2 separate regions of the Rattus norvegicus genome follow, and region 1 is linked to region 2. Evidence: chromatin contacts called from public Hi-C data. All regions are on one chromosome and are shown on one strand. The core of a region is the stretch at or near the end of the contact, and the rest is flanking DNA. Distances in the headings are between cores, read along the strand shown.

Evidence for each region. A called contact is a pair of places that touch in the nucleus more often than the background predicts.
Region 1: a Hi-C map of the A7r5 cell line shows a contact between it and region 2, with 2.2 times the contacts expected there. The contact joins two enhancer-like sites. A contact is called at or near these places in 4 of 12 Hi-C or Micro-C datasets (the A7r5 cell line, kidney, liver and 1 more).

Annotation. Positions count from the first base shown.
Region 1 is chr11:91,211,917-91,219,616 of GRCr8, forward strand. No RefSeq gene overlaps it. Among named protein-coding and RNA genes, the nearest start is that of Adipoq, 24 kb to the right of the region's middle. Within about 2 kb of position 4,790, at least 10 of the 93 cell types and tissues checked have an H3K27ac peak or open chromatin away from gene starts, as enhancers often do. A contact at or near this core is called in the A7r5 cell line, where this site is marked.
Region 2 is chr11:91,163,760-91,171,248 of GRCr8, forward strand. It overlaps LOC120095690 (a long non-coding RNA gene), which reads right to left. Exons shown (of 3, transcript XR_010056330.1): 1 at 4,667-7,489; 2 at 2,338-2,494; 3 at 1,517-2,139. Among named protein-coding and RNA genes, the nearest start is that of St6gal1l, 9.2 kb to the left of the region's middle. Within about 2 kb of position 4,907, at least 27 of the 93 cell types and tissues checked have an H3K27ac peak or open chromatin away from gene starts, as enhancers often do. A contact at or near this core is called in the A7r5 cell line, where this site is marked.

The sequences.
Region 1 (7,700 bases), core at 3,540-6,039, 48 kb after region 2:
TGATAATTGATAGATGATCGATAGATAGATGAATGGATGGATGACGGATGATAAATAGATAGATAGATAGATAGATAGATAGACAAACAGATGATAATTGATAGATGATAGATGGGTAGATAGATGAATGGATGGATGATGGATGGATGATAGTAGATAGATAGATAGATAGATAGATAGATAGATAGATAGATAGATAGATAGTTAGATAGATAGATAGATGATAAAGAGGCAGAGATAGATGAGCTGGGATAATAGACCAGTAATCATATTATTCAACAGCCCTCCACTGCACTATGATCTGGCCCTGTAATTTATTTACTGAACAATAAATTCCCATTTCTGTGTAAGCTAATCAGATTTAAGTTTGTGTTATTGGCAACAGAATATTAATAATAAAAAATATAAAAAATAAAAAATGAAGTGTTAATTTTTTCCACAAAGCCAGGCACGGTGATCTAACGTCTGCAATCCCAGCCCTCGGGGAGCTGTAACAGGAGAATTCAGGGTTCAAGGACAACTCGACTCCAGTATGAGGCCAACTTGTCAAGATAGAAACATCCTGCCTCAAAAACTAAAACTAAGTAAATGAATAATACAACACAAAGTAAGTTTTCCACCAAAAGACGACAATACCTGATGCTAAGGCTAGATATTGTTTTGTTCATTTATTCTTTGAGGCAGGGCCTCTGAAGTAGACATTTCTGGTGTCTTTAACAACTCAGTTGTGTCATGTGACGCTTTTCTGGAAGCTGTCTTGTGAGAGGAGGTTTTGCTGAAGCAGACACATGAGAGGCCTTGTGATGTTTTGCTGGAGCAGCTGCTGGAGAGGGTGCATGTTTGGGAAGATGTTTGGAAGAGTATAAGGAGAGCCACACAGACGGCGAAAGGAGGCTCTTGTGTTGCTACAGCCCTCGACACGTTGCTGGCCTTCACTGGTCTTTACTCCAAGAGAGAAATCCCCCCAAAGAACTTCTCTTGGTAGCCTGACTGATTCTTGCCACGTCCACTGACTCATGACAATTCAGCCAGAACCTGTGTTTCTGCTGGATTGAGCTGCTGCTAGAGGAATCCGTGTTTGGCGTTCGCTATTGACAACAAAGAGTGGAATTGCCCCCAAAGAACTACTTCTAAACAGGTCCACAAACCCCTTTTCCAATAAACCTTCTTCTTCCCCTACCTCTGGTCTGTGGGCTAGAGGAGAGGTTGAAGCATTCTAGAACCCTAAATAAAGTAGGTTTAGAAAAATCCAAGCCAACAGGTCTCACTGTGTAGTTTTGGCTGTTTGAGAACTCACCATGTAGATCAGGCTGGTCTCAAACTCACAGGGCTCTGCTGCCTCTGCCTCCTGAGCACTGGGATTATATGTATACACCACCATGCCCAGCTCTAAATTTAGATCTTGAATGTCCCTCCAAGGCCAAGCGTACAAGACTTGGTGCCCTGCCCATGGCACCGTTGGTAGTCTTGAAATCCTTAGGAGGTGGAAGGTAGAGATAGCACCATGGGGTGGCCTCTACAGGCTGCTGGGACTTGGCCTGCGCTGTCTTGCTTCCCTGATACCAGGGAGTAGCTCTACCCACGCCCTGCCACCACCGTTTGTCACCTTGTCACGAGCCAACCAAAGCAACTGGCTTCCAAACTGTCAAAGCTTTACTCTCTACTCTATCCCCCACTATGTGCTATGATAACAGAAAGTCAGCGCATTAATTTCCTCTAATTCCTGATCGCTGAGATTACCGGGTTCACTAATCTTTTGCTATGGCATGTTTTGTGCCTACTCATAATCATAGACCACGGCTCTGTACTTCATGAAGCACAACTATGTCAGCATTTCACAGGCGATTAAGAATCCCACGTGGATATCAGTGTTCATGAATATGCAGTATCATGTCCTCCCAGGCAATGATGTTATAATTCTAATGCTCCATTGAGGGACAGCTCATTTCCAGCTTCTGCCTCCCAAACTAGTAAATACCAAGATAATCTTCTTACAGCTAGGATCATTCTCCTGTGCCGTCTCGAGAATTTAATCATTAGACAAAACGTATGGCAATTTTTCATGTCTCTGATAAAACTTTGACTTTCAAAGAGCTGTACACGAATAAAAACAGCCTTAGTAAAAACCCAAATTCATGCTCCACGCCTGCATTAAAGATTGGTACTTCGGGGGGTTGGGGATTTAGCTCAGTGGTAGAGCGCTTGCCTAGGAAGCGCAAGGCCCTGGGTTCGGTCCCCAGCTCCGAAAAAAAAGAACCAAAAAAAAAAAAAAAAAAAGATTGGTACTTCGGACTCTTTAGTTAACTCCATCGTGAGAAACGGTTAAGGTAAAATATGTGTCTTTGTTGTTTCAGTCTTCACTTGTTAAGAAGTGTATCTCTCCAGTGCACAATCCAGCGGCTCTCTCCTCTGTGTGCCTTGCCTCCTCATACCGTGCCCACCGGGGGTTTATTATCATGTGTTTGGCCTCTTCCTACATCAGGGACATGAACTAGTCATGCTTATTACAAATAACTTCAAGTTTACTGGATGTCTTATAATTTCAGACAATTTTTAATTACTTTTTATTTTTGATAGTTTCACACATGCGTGGGATAGTTACACTCTCTGTACTCCCTCTATCCCTCCTCCAACTGCTCACGTGTCCTCCCCTCTCAAGTCCATGACCTTATCTTCTGTAATTAATCTCTCTCACACAGAGAGACTAGAAAGAGACATGCACACACACATCCACAGAGAGAGAGAGAGAAAGAGAGAGACAGACAGACAGACAGACAGACAGATGGACAGACAGACAGATGGACGGACAGACGGACAGAGATGACCCTCTGAGCCATTTAGTGTTATATAAGAGAATCTCTTATAAGCATCACCTGTCAATAAAAAAGCCTATGGCCAATGAGCTCAGGCAAGAGGTGGGACACTGGCAGGAAGAGAGAGGATTCTGGGAAACAGTATGTAAGGAAGAGATTCAAGAGGACCATGAAAAGACATAAACTAGCTGGCACCTAAACTCAGGATAGAATAAAGAGACTCGGAGGGAGATGCTGAGTGAGACACATGGAGATTCAAAGAAGTGGGCAGGGACTGAAGGAGAGGTAATTAACCAAACGGAAGACATAGAATAGTTTAAATGGAGTAAGTTACGAGTTAGCCAGGGAATGAGCCAAAGTTTATGGCCTAGGTATTTGATAATAAATAATGAGTCTCAGAGTCGTCATTCCGGGAGCAGGAGTGGGGAGAGAAAACGTTACAGAGTTGCCCTTGTGCATGTTTGTTTAGGGCTGACCACCGGGACTGGATAGCTTTGCAGAAGCTTTCGGGGAGAAGACTTGTTTGCCTTCTCTCAGCAGCCACTGATTTACTGGAGCTCTTTACCTAGGGGCGGGGCCCTGCGACATTCCCTTATCCTGTGGTACTTCAGTTGGTATCATTATCCAGGTCTTGTTTAGCCAGTTTTTAAAGGCAATAGAGATACTCTTTTTTTTGTAGTCATATCTATCCTTTCCTATACAGGAGTGGTTTCTCAATCTGTGGGTCACGACCCCTTTGGGGATTGCTAATCAGATATCCTGCATATCAGATATTTACAGTATGAGTCACAACCTTAGCAAAATTACAGTGATGAAGTAGCAACGAAAACAATACTGTGCTTAGGGGTCACCACAACATGAGGAAACAGCATTAAAGGGAAGAGCGTTAGGAAGGTCAAGAACCACTGGTCTACAGCCTTTTACATGCTTTCTTCTCTCCTCAGTGTCGCTTTGTCCCTTGGCTGGGATGGAGCTCCCTATGCCTCCTGAATACCGGGAGTAAAGGTGTGCACCGCCACTCGTGGCAGACTTTTTTTTTTTTTTTTCGTTTTTTGAGACAGAATCTCATGGAGCCAAGGTTGGCTCAGATTTTGAATTTTCCGTGTTTGAGGACCTTAGTCCCTCTTGTCTCCAGTTCCCAAGTGCAGAGCTCACTGGTGTGTTATTTTATGAATGCTGGGACTTGAACCCAGGACATCCCGTGCGTTGGGCAAGCACTTTGCTAAATGAGCTGCATCCCCAGCCCTACTGCAAATTGCCCTTCTGAGCTAATCGCCCATTTGTTCAGGCACCTCTAAGGAAACGCCTGTAATACCTGGAATTCACAAGCTTCCTGTACTGTAGACTCTAATTCAGAGCACTCTATTATAACCGGACGGCTTTATCTTAGGCCTGGAGTGAGCCCCTTCTTGGCTGTGGTTTTGTACCCAAGTAAGGCCAGCTATTTATCCCACTATCCCACCCATGAGGTATTTTTCCTTTCTTTCTTTTTAGAAAAATCTCTCTCGCTCTGTAGCCCTGGCTCGAGTGTCAAGCACTCTGCCCATGTCCCAGCTTTAATGGTCACACATTTACGCCACCTCCACGCCACTTCAGACCTGCTTTCTCCGTGGTAAGGAAGCTGTATTTTATTTTTAATTTTTATTGTATGCAATGTAAAACATTTTGCTGATTGTTTTTAAAAAATAAAGAATCCTTAACATTGATTTGGCCTCATTCACTGGTATAAACAAGGAAGACGTTCCCTGTATTTTCCTTGTATCATACTACAAGGAACCAGGGCCTCAGGGCTTGTCTGGTTGAATGATGGCTAAGACGTTTCCTCATATTTCCTGTTAGCAGCCAGACTCCCTGTCATAAAACAAACTGAGTGACTCACTTTCCAAGGCAAGAATTTTCCCACCAGACCGTGAACACTCAAGCAAAAGGTCTTGTGAATAACCTGTGTCCCAAATGTCTTTGAGTCAGCGGGGGAATGTCATTGGGATTCTTCCTGTCTACAACATGGGCTCTGGATGTGACTCCTTATTAGACTGTCTAAGAGCTGTGACACACTAGCTTCTCTTACACCCAGCTTTCATACCAGTCAACTTTGTCAGTGATATTTTATAAAGTGCTGTGAGGATTAAATAAAATAATACATTTCATGTGCTTTGATGATGCTGTTGATATTTTTTCATTGTCATATGTCTGGTACATAGTAGTTGCTGAGTAAATATTGGCTGATTGAATAAGTGGCTTCTGTAAAGAAGCCAGTGATGAAATGGAAAGTTTCACAGGTTTGTGAGCTGAGTAATTTAGCTAATAAATAAATAGGAAATGATAGTTCTTTATTTATCTTCTGACAGCCTAATAATAGTGTCTTTGTTACACCGTGAACAAATATTTTCATGGGACCAGACCTCAGTAGACCTCAGGCTGGTCCCTGGGCACAGGCGCAGAATAATTCCTGATCCTATATCTTTGGATGCAAACAAGAAACTCAGCCCAAGCTCAAAAGAGAAATTGTGTAAAATTCTAGGACCTGTTGTGTCAAAGGACTCAAGAGGAGAAATAGGGGAAGCTTTCAGAAATCAAGGAGAGCTCCCTTCCCCTCCCTCCCTCCTTCTTCCCTCTTCTTTCCCTCCCTTACCCTTCCTTCCCCCAATTCCTCCCCCACCCAATTTATTTCTCTGTAACTAAGCCTTTTTTTCCTGTGCCACATAATAGAGGATAGCTGTCCATGAGTTTTAAGTCTTCATAGTGTGCTTTGATCCACATTCACGGAAGGATCTGACTGACCCCGTGTGTCTGGAGAGGCTACAGCAGAATTCTACACCGGGTGATTTAAAGGGCATAGAAAATAGTTATTCACAATGGCACACAACTGTAATCCCCATACTTGGGAGACTTCGGAAGATCTCAAGGTGGAGGCCAATGTAGGTTTCAAAGCATTTTTTTTTAATTAGCTCAAATTTCTGGAGAATGGGAAGTCTAAGATTAAGGCGGCAGTGTGTGGCCAAGTCCTTCTTGCTGACCAATACCCCATAGCAGAAACTGTCACATGGCAGCCAGGCTAGAGTGAAAAGTAGCATGAGCCGCCAGCATGGACGTGTTAACCCTTTCATAAGAACAGGGCCCTTGTGACCGAGGCACCTGTTGATGGCTTTGCCTCTTACTCTTCTCTCTCTCTCTCTCTCTCTCTCTCTCTCTCTCTCTCTCTCTCTCTCTCTCTTTTTCTTTTTTTCGGAGCTGGGGACCAAACTCAGGGCCTTGCGTTTGCTAGGCAAGGGCTCTACCACTGAGCTAAATCCCCACCCCCACCTCTTACTCTTTTTAACAATGGAAACTACATCTCAACAGGAGCTTGGAGAGCACATTGAAACCATGGCTGGACCCACTTCAAGTTCTATTTGAGGCTGCTCAAAGGCTTTTAGGAGAAGCAAATCATATGCATCTCAAGGGAACCGGAAGGGCAGGGACAGGAAGCTGTCCCTAGGAGGTTGAGGGAGATATGACAATATCTAGCAGGTGCCCGCACATCACAGCCTTGACCCTGACTGTGAACTGAGCCACAGTTATCTGTTTAAAGCTTTCGTTTTAGAATTTCATAAGTGCATATATTTCGTTTTAATCAAATTTACCCCTAGTCTACCCTGTCAAACTTCTCTCCTATACCCTACATCATTTGTTTGTTTGTTGTCTCCCAACTTCCTATGCTGTGCTAAAAACCCACTGCAACCTCTTAGTGCTTCCTACTAAGCACTTGCACTTCCTACTAACCTACTTAGTGCTTGCCCTTAGTGTTGGGTCATCTGCTGGAGCATGCGGAGTCTCTCAGGGGCCTGTCTTTGAAGAAAATGGATCCCAAAGACCCATCAACTATCAGCTGACACTGGTGTTTCAGCTAAGGACAGGAGCTCAAGAGCCTGTGCCCACCCACTGCAGAGAAATAAACCTTTCATTCATTCCACCGAGTAATTCTTTGTGAAGAATACACACTTAGTAATGTGAAGAGAGCCAAGCAGGGTGACACACATCTTTAGTTCCAGCACTCCAGAGGCAGAGGCAAGCAGATCTCTCAGTCTAAGGCCAGCCTGGTTTACAGAGTGAGTTCCAGGACAGCCAAGGATACAGAGAGAAACCCTGTCTCATAGAAACAAACAGAAAAAAATAACAAAAGCAACCACAACAAAATGTTTTTTATTTAGTAAATTTTGTTCAAAAGCATGTTTATGGGCTGGAGAGATGGCTCAGTGGTTAAGAGCACTGACTGCTCTTCCAGAGGTCCTGAGTTCAAATCCCAGCAACCACATGGTGGCTCACAACCATCTGTAATGGGATCTGATGCCCTCTTCTGGTGTGTCTGAAGACAGCAATAGTGTATACTCACATACATAAATAAAATCTTTTAAAAAAATGTTTATTTACAGAAAAATCCTCAAGTTGGGGGGATCAAAAATCTGAAACTTGTAAAAAAGAAAAGAGAAAGAGAAAGAGAAAGAAAAAGGAAAAGGAAAAAGCAAACATTCTTAAAACCTAGATGTGTCTAAATATTCCTAAGGAAAGCATTTTGTGAGTATGACTTGAGCTCAGGATACTTCACTTCGGTTCCTGCAGGCAGGGTGACCTGTCCATGTCGGGACCATGTCTGCACTCTTCTCAGCCTCTGCTGGCCCAGCAAGCAGTCTGGGTTACAGTCCAGACCCGCTTCCCCCCCACGCCCCTCCACATGGAATCTTTGGAAAGAATCAAGGAAATCACATGCCTTCTCGGGGCCACCCAACATCCCCAAATCCCATCCTTTGCCCAGAGTGTTAGCACATGTGGAATGTCCTATGACATGCAAACCAAAGCAAGCTAGCTGTGGTCTACCTTTCCCAGTGATTTCTAAATAACGCTCTGAAC
Region 2 (7,489 bases), core at 3,657-6,156:
ATGAGGTACCCAGCCATACATGCACACAAAAACCGACTTTGAAATGACTTCTTTTTCTTATTTCTTCTGATTTCTCAGCAACATTTGCTTTAGGAAAAAAAATTTTTTTAAAGGTGAAGCAAATATACAAAACAGAGAAGAAAACCATCAATCAGCCCCAAGCAAAATTAACCTTTTGGCCTTTTTCCTTCCGGTTATTTCCTGTGTGCGTTTCTTCAGCTTTCCATGGGTAAGATTACAGTTTGTACACAGTGCTGCATTTCCCCTCCCCCCACCCCCCACCCCCGCCCCGTTCAGTCTTTCTGGAGTGAGCCTGAAAGCAGATTTTTTTTTCATCCCCTTTAGCCTTTATTTGATGCAAGGTAATGTCTTCAGGCAAAGCGCTGGTGGCGATCAGCTGATCTTCGGCCACAGGAGAGAGGACTCTGTAGTGGGGCTGTCCGACTTTGAAGCCTGACTCTGCCGTGTAACCTTGAGAAAAGCTGACTTGCCCTCTTCTGGGTCTTTTTCCTTGCTATAAGATGAGGGTTGTAGATCTCACTTCTTGAGGTTGTTCTAAAGACTAAGTGAGTGGATTGTAAGAGCTTACAGCAATGGCTGACACCGGAAGCGTCAAGCCGATGGAGTGACGTCTACTAGAGCATCCTTCTAGATGGCCTCTCCTACAGAGGGACAGCAAGGTTGTTTCCAAAATTGCAGCCATTCTAAATGATCTGTAGCAAGTCACTTGCTATATGCATGAGGGGAAGAAAGATGAATTTGTATCTTATTGGGAAATGACCAGACATCAAGAAGATATGCTATTCATAATTGATTTAAAAGCATAGAGTAAGTGTGGCAGGAGAACTCTTTCTGTGGGACAGGATATCATGTAACCCAGCCTGGCCTCAAACTTACTATGTAACCAAGCCTCACCTTGAACTCCTGATCTTCCTGACTCCGCTCCCAAGTCTGGGATTATAAAGCTAAACTGACACACCCCACTCAAAACTTCACTTCTTGACAGGGCAGTGTTTATCGCAGTTGATATTTACTGACCTCAGTGGGCCCAGAAAGCATCTAGGCTAAGGGACGCAAAGACAAATGGGAAAAGAAGCTTCTGTAGGTTTACAAAAACGTTACCATTATTGCCTCTGGGAGGACATTTTTGTGTAGAAGTTATGTCTGGTTCTTCCTCCCATCCCCATGCTTGCAGAAATAAGACTCAGATTCAAAATATATTTACAAATACCTTGGCTAGGCTCTCCTCTGACTAGATCATAACTTAACCCATTTATTCTCATCCACATCCTGTCATGTGGCTGGTTACCTGTGCTCAGGTACTAAGCATCTGTCTCCTCGCATCTTCCCAGGTGATCTCCCAAGCCTCGGGCTATCACAGAATCCTTTCTGTCTACAGAATGTCTAGACAGACGCCGTCTATCCTACCCTTTCCTATAGGCCATAGGTTTTGGGTTTTTTTTTTTTTTATTGACCAATGGTGCATCCATACAATACATAAGATATTCTCTCTACATTTTTGCTTGTTTGTTTTTCTTTTTTCTTTTTTCTTTTTTTTTCGGAGATGGGGACCGAACCCAGGGCCTTGAGCTTGCTAGGCAAGTGCTCTACCACTGAGCTAAATCCCCACCCCCCTCTACATTTTTGTAATGAGATATTTCTGCATGTCACCCAGGTGAACAGAGACCACAAAAATGTCCAAGGGTGACCAACCAATACAGCAGGGAGTACAAGTGACGTTGATTCTTCTTCACACTCTCCTCTGGGAACCTTGATCAGCAAACACTTGAGAGGACTGATGTGAACAGAAGTACAGCATGTGTAAAGCACACGTACGACCATGTGCTTTACGATGAGCACTGTAAACCTAACAGCTGCCGTATGCATGCCAGGCACTGCGCTAAGCCCTTTGCAAACACCACCGGCCGGATCCTTACCAGATGAGTGTTACCAACTGGATTGTTTATGCTTTACAGCTAAGGGAGCAGGGAGGTCAGCAGCAGCATTGGGAGCACACACAAGTGTCGAAGTTGGATTTGTAACCAAGACATCAGACTGATTTCAGTGAGCCGATGGCAAGAGGTGAATTCCGAGAGTCTCGCCAATCACTGCTTATCCCCACGAACTTTATACATCTCTCTGAAAAGAAGAAAAGAGCTTAGTTTTACAAAATCCACACCTTACACAGTGTGAGTGAAGGGGAAAATATACAAAATTGTACAACCAGCTCTCATGACCCACCCTGCAGATCACGGTCAAGACATTTTTATTCTGGTGATCAATTTTCTACTTAATGAAATATGGGCAGGTCGACCGTTAAATCCAAGCATGACTGACCAGCAAAAACTGCATTCCTTTCCTCCTCCAGATCAGTGGTGTGTGCAGCTGGTGAGCTCTCCTGTGAGAAGCTGACTGGGTCAGCGAAGGTCACCTCCAGAGTTTCTGACTCCTCTCAGAGAAGATCCTCCACACTGTGAAGAGTCAGTCACCACACCTAAGGACAGCAGAGCTCTGTCAACAGGAGAGTTCTGTTCCCACTGCTGTCCTTGAGGGAGGGACCCTTGGCAGAGGGCGTATAAACTTCACGCTATGCAGACAGACACACAGCTAAAGCTTCAACCACATTCTTTTTATTTGTTACCCGAAATTAACCAGGCACAAATAGCAGAACAATAACCCTTATTTTTTGTATTTGTGTGTGTGTGTGTGTGTGTGTGTGTGTGTGTGTGTGTGGTATGTGTGTGTGTGTATGGTATGTGTGTGTGGTGTGTGTGTGGTAAGTGTGTGTGTATGTGTGTGTGGTGTGTGTGTATGTGTGTGTGTATGTGGTGTGTGTGTGTATGCTCTGTGTATGTGGTGAGTATGTGTGGTGTGTGTGTGTGTGTGTGTGGTACTGTGTGTGGTATGTGTGTGTGGTGTGTGTGTGTATGTGTGTGTGGTGTGTGTGTATGTGTGTGTGTGTATGTGGTGTGTATGTGTGGTGTGTGTGTGTATGTGTGTGTGGTGTGTGTGTATGTGTGTTTGTGTATGGTGTATGTATGTGGTGTGTATGTGTGTGTGTGTGTGTATGGTATGTGTGTGTGGTGTATGTGGTGTGTATGTGTGAGTGTGTGTGTGTGTATGGTGCGTGTATGTGGTAGGTATGTATGGTGTGTGTGTGTGTGTGTGTGTGTGTGTGTGTGTGTGTGTGTGATGTGTGCTGTTTGTGTGCACACATCTGTGCTATGGCATGTGTGGGAAGTCAGAAGACAACTTCCCAGTGTTGGTTTTTTTCCTTCCACTTGGATTCCAGGAATTGAACTCAGATCATCGGACTTTCTTGGGCAGCAAATGCTTTTACTTACTGAACCATCTCAAAAAATCCAATAAATTATAGAAAATTTATTTAAAAAGACATATTTCTGCATCACTGGGATTTCCCCCTAAAGTTTCCATGCTCCCTGGGATGCTATCTGTTTTCTAGCCTATCTTTGATTAGGTCATAATGCAAACCTTTGACAGCTTCTAATTAGAGCCTCACAAGTTACAGTCATGGTGTCCTCTGGCAGGGGCTGATGAGGGTTCCACAATTTGAATTAATTCACAACCAGCCTAGCTAAAGTCTAACTGTGGGATAATCAGATATGCATTTGGAAATCTCTGGCCACATTCAGTGCCGGAAACAGCCCATACATCATGCGACACTACCCATTTATAGCCTCGCTTGGTGATGTCATAAGACATTCAACTGTCCAGTTCAATTAGCAAGCAGACCATACATAATGATAACAGCAACCTGATAGGCTTGAAAAAACCACAGGTCATGACCTGAAGGCCTCGAAATGACTCTATCTGAAAGGCAAAGACTTCCAATCATGACCACAGACGCCGAAGATTTGTGGTGCTTGTGTTTGGAAGATGGGGGTGCAGACACATGTATTAAATATACACAGCGATCCTTAAAGGCCTACATCAAATCTGTGTGGGATCCCAGTAGGTGACTGTCATCCAAGAAATCAGGACATACCATCTGTCCAACACCTTCAGTCAGCTCCTCAGTGCGATGCTTTTCAGACTCTGAGGAAAGAGGGATACTGAAATCTTTGCCTTGCTCAAAATAGATGCAGCAGCCACAAAGCCATAACCAGAGTGAGCTACTGAACAGGGAATTGATTATGGAATCTGAGCTCATCCATGCTTGGCTAAAGAGACGTGGACACCTGCTTTGATGCTTGCTATCCCGCTGAAAGATTTCCAAATCACTTCTACCTACGTCTTCCCACCTCTCCAAATCACACGGATAATCTAAGGTTGGAAGACTACGATAGCCCTACCAAAAGTCACCTAGGTAACAAACAGCAGAGTTTAGCCAAGTATCCATATCTTCTGACCCTGCTTTAGATATTAATAAGAAACCAGAGGGCAGCTCAGTTAAATATCTATAGAGTTCAAGGTGAGAAACACCAGAAACTGCCGCAGCTCTTCCAGAAAGAGACCTCCAAGAGAAAAGGAAAACCTGCTCGTAGCTCTCTCGCTTGTCTTGGTGTCTAGGGAGCATGAGGAATACTTTTCAACCTGGCTCTCCACAATGATGGGGAATGAGTATAACATGATAGCAGGAGATGGCAGGGCAGGAGAGGAAAGGCCAGAGGAGGCTCACTGCTGTTAGAAAAGGGAAGCTACTCACTCCTCTGAGGAACTCCTGTGCAGACGGACCCACGGCAGCCCTTTCCCCTCACCCTGTGGTGAGGTAGTTTACGGCTTTGTGGTTCTCATTAGCTGGGATAAAAGTTTTCCATTGTTGGTTCCTGAAGGGAAATAGAGCACAGTAAAGTTAGAAGCCGGGTACTCCAGAACGGTCTGAGTGGCGACAATGACTTCCTCAAATTACTAAACCAACAACTGAACTATGAGTCATGGGAAATTAGATAGCTAATGCCTAAGGAATTAGAATAATGGGCCAAAGGCTCGTCTCTAGTGCAGTGGCAGATCTAAGGACTGAATTAGGAGCCGTGTGACTTCAACGCCATGCTTCAGGTTTTCCTCGAATCCTCATAAGCAAAGTGAATGGGTCTTGGTCTTCTGAATGACCTTACGCTTCCTCAACCCACTGACATCCCTCATCTGGCTTTGCTGTCACGAATACAACTGGTTCACGGAGGCCTCCTTCAACTCAGCTGTCCTGGGAAACTTAAAGTGGACAACCCTTCTTTCCCTCTCAAGAGTCTTAAGCATTGCAGAATTTCCCTAGGTCACGCCTTTGGTGTTTCTTTACGTTATTCACACAAGGCTCAGGGAAGACTGCTAAAGAGGAGGAAGAAGGAAAATAAGAGTCAGAGGGGGTGGAGGACACTAAAGAAGCAAGGCCTTCCAGACACAGCAGGACAGTGCACAGAACTCACAGAGACGGGGGCAGCATGCACAGGGCCTGCGCCAGTCCTAACCAAAGCTATCTCCAGTTGATAATCACTTGCAAATGAAGGTGTGGTTTTCCCCCAAAGAAGCTCTTTGGGGGAAGAAACTATTTTTGAGAGTAGGGCTGCTGCAAGCCCAGAAGGTAGACGTGAAGCAGAAAACACACTCAATGGCAACTTTGATGGTTCCCTGTATCTTTTTATTTATTTTATTTTCTCCCTTTTTTTTTACACTGCAGATCCCTTGTGTGTGTGTGTGTGTGTGTGTGTGTGTGTGTGTGTGTGTGTGTGTGTTTCTGGTTTTGTGTTTTCATGGGATTCCATAGTGTGTGAGTGAGTCTCTACATCTCTGTTTCTTGCGCCTTTTCTTGGGATCGTTTCCTTCTGTTTGTTTTGTCCTATCTGGATTTATTTTTGTTTTATCTTAATAATATATTCTAATGCTATCCTCCAGAAACGTGTTTGTTTTCTACTGAGAGGCAGAAAGGGATTGGATCCAGATAGGAGGTAAGGTACATTCGAAAGACATAGCATGGTAATGGTTTCCTGACTTTTAACTCTGAAATCACAGACACGACTAAGACCAGTGAAGTGATGATTAGACTACTGAATGAGAATGGGCCTATCAACACTCCATGATGAATTGGGGGAGGGGGGAAGTGTCATTTTTTTCAGTAATGCAGCCACTAGCTAGTGGCCGTTTCTCTAGTAAATAAGCTCCATTAACCATGCTCCTGCTAGCAACCCTAATCAAAGTCAGTAGGTCACAAAACAAAAACCAAAGACATGAACATAGGAGATGAACTAGATGGGAAGAAATGGGTATTCCAAGGAAGTGGGTGGAGAAAAAAGAGGGTAGTGTGGGACTGGAGAGATGGGCTCTTTGGACCACTTGCTATTCTTCTAGAGGACCGGAGATCAATTCCCAGCATCCACTTGGTAGTTCATGCCATCTGTAACTGAGCTCTAGGGGACCCCATACTCTCTTCTGACCTACATAGGCAGCAGGCACATACATGGTTCACAGACATACGTGTGAGCAAATCACTCTTACACAAAGGAAGAAAGGAAAGAAGGAAGAAAGAGATGAAAGAAAGAAAGGATAAAGGGAGGAAGGAAGAAAAGAAAAAGAGGGATAATGGAAGTGGATATGATCAAAATATATTATACACATGTATGGAGTTGTCCAGAAATGCATTTTTAAAGCTAAGTAACTGGATTGCAGAAGTAGCTGAGCAGTTTCGAGTATATACTGCTCTTGTAGAGGACTGGAGTTCAATTCCCGGCACACATATCAGCAGGTTATAACTGTCTATAACTCCAGTTCCGTGTGAATGTAAGGCCCTCTTCTGGCCTTTGAAGACAATACATTCATGGCACCCCTCTCCCTCAGACAGACAGACACACACACACACACACACACATACACACACACACACAATTTTAAAATAAAAATAAATATCTTTGTTAAAGCTAAGGTCATACTGGGAGATCATTCCTTTTGTAGAATGTCAAAGATAATCTTGCTTCCCTTGTAATGAGGCTGACCCTAGAGTGATCAATAAATGGCCCTGTGTTTCACAGTTACTGACTAAGCAAAGCCTGGGCTCCACAGTCCAGATCTCTTTCTGCTGCCTTCTAGAAACTTGCTAATGTCCTTGCTGAGTAACACCTATGAACTAGTTGCATGCTTCTTGGAGACTAAGAAGACAAAGGCTAAAGTTAAGACTTACAAAAGGTCATCAAACAGGAAAACAAAATTGCTTCCAGACAGCCACAAAGGTGCTTCATAACTCAGAGCTAAGTGGGAATAGTAACACAAGAACTTAGTGGGCATATCAGACTGTAAGCAACTTCTGAGAGATGAGAAGTCTTCAGCCAAGAGTCTATTGACATTGGAACACACCTTACTTGATAAACATGTTTGTCTCTGAGAAGATCAGAGGATACATAAACCAGAAACATCAGTTTCTGGATGTGATTCATTAAAGCAATCAAAAGACACTGTAACCAGGTGTGTGAGGCTTCTGCTGTTCAAAACTCTTTTGATACATAAAAGTACACTCTAAGAAATCATAAGGGGCATAGTGCAGCAA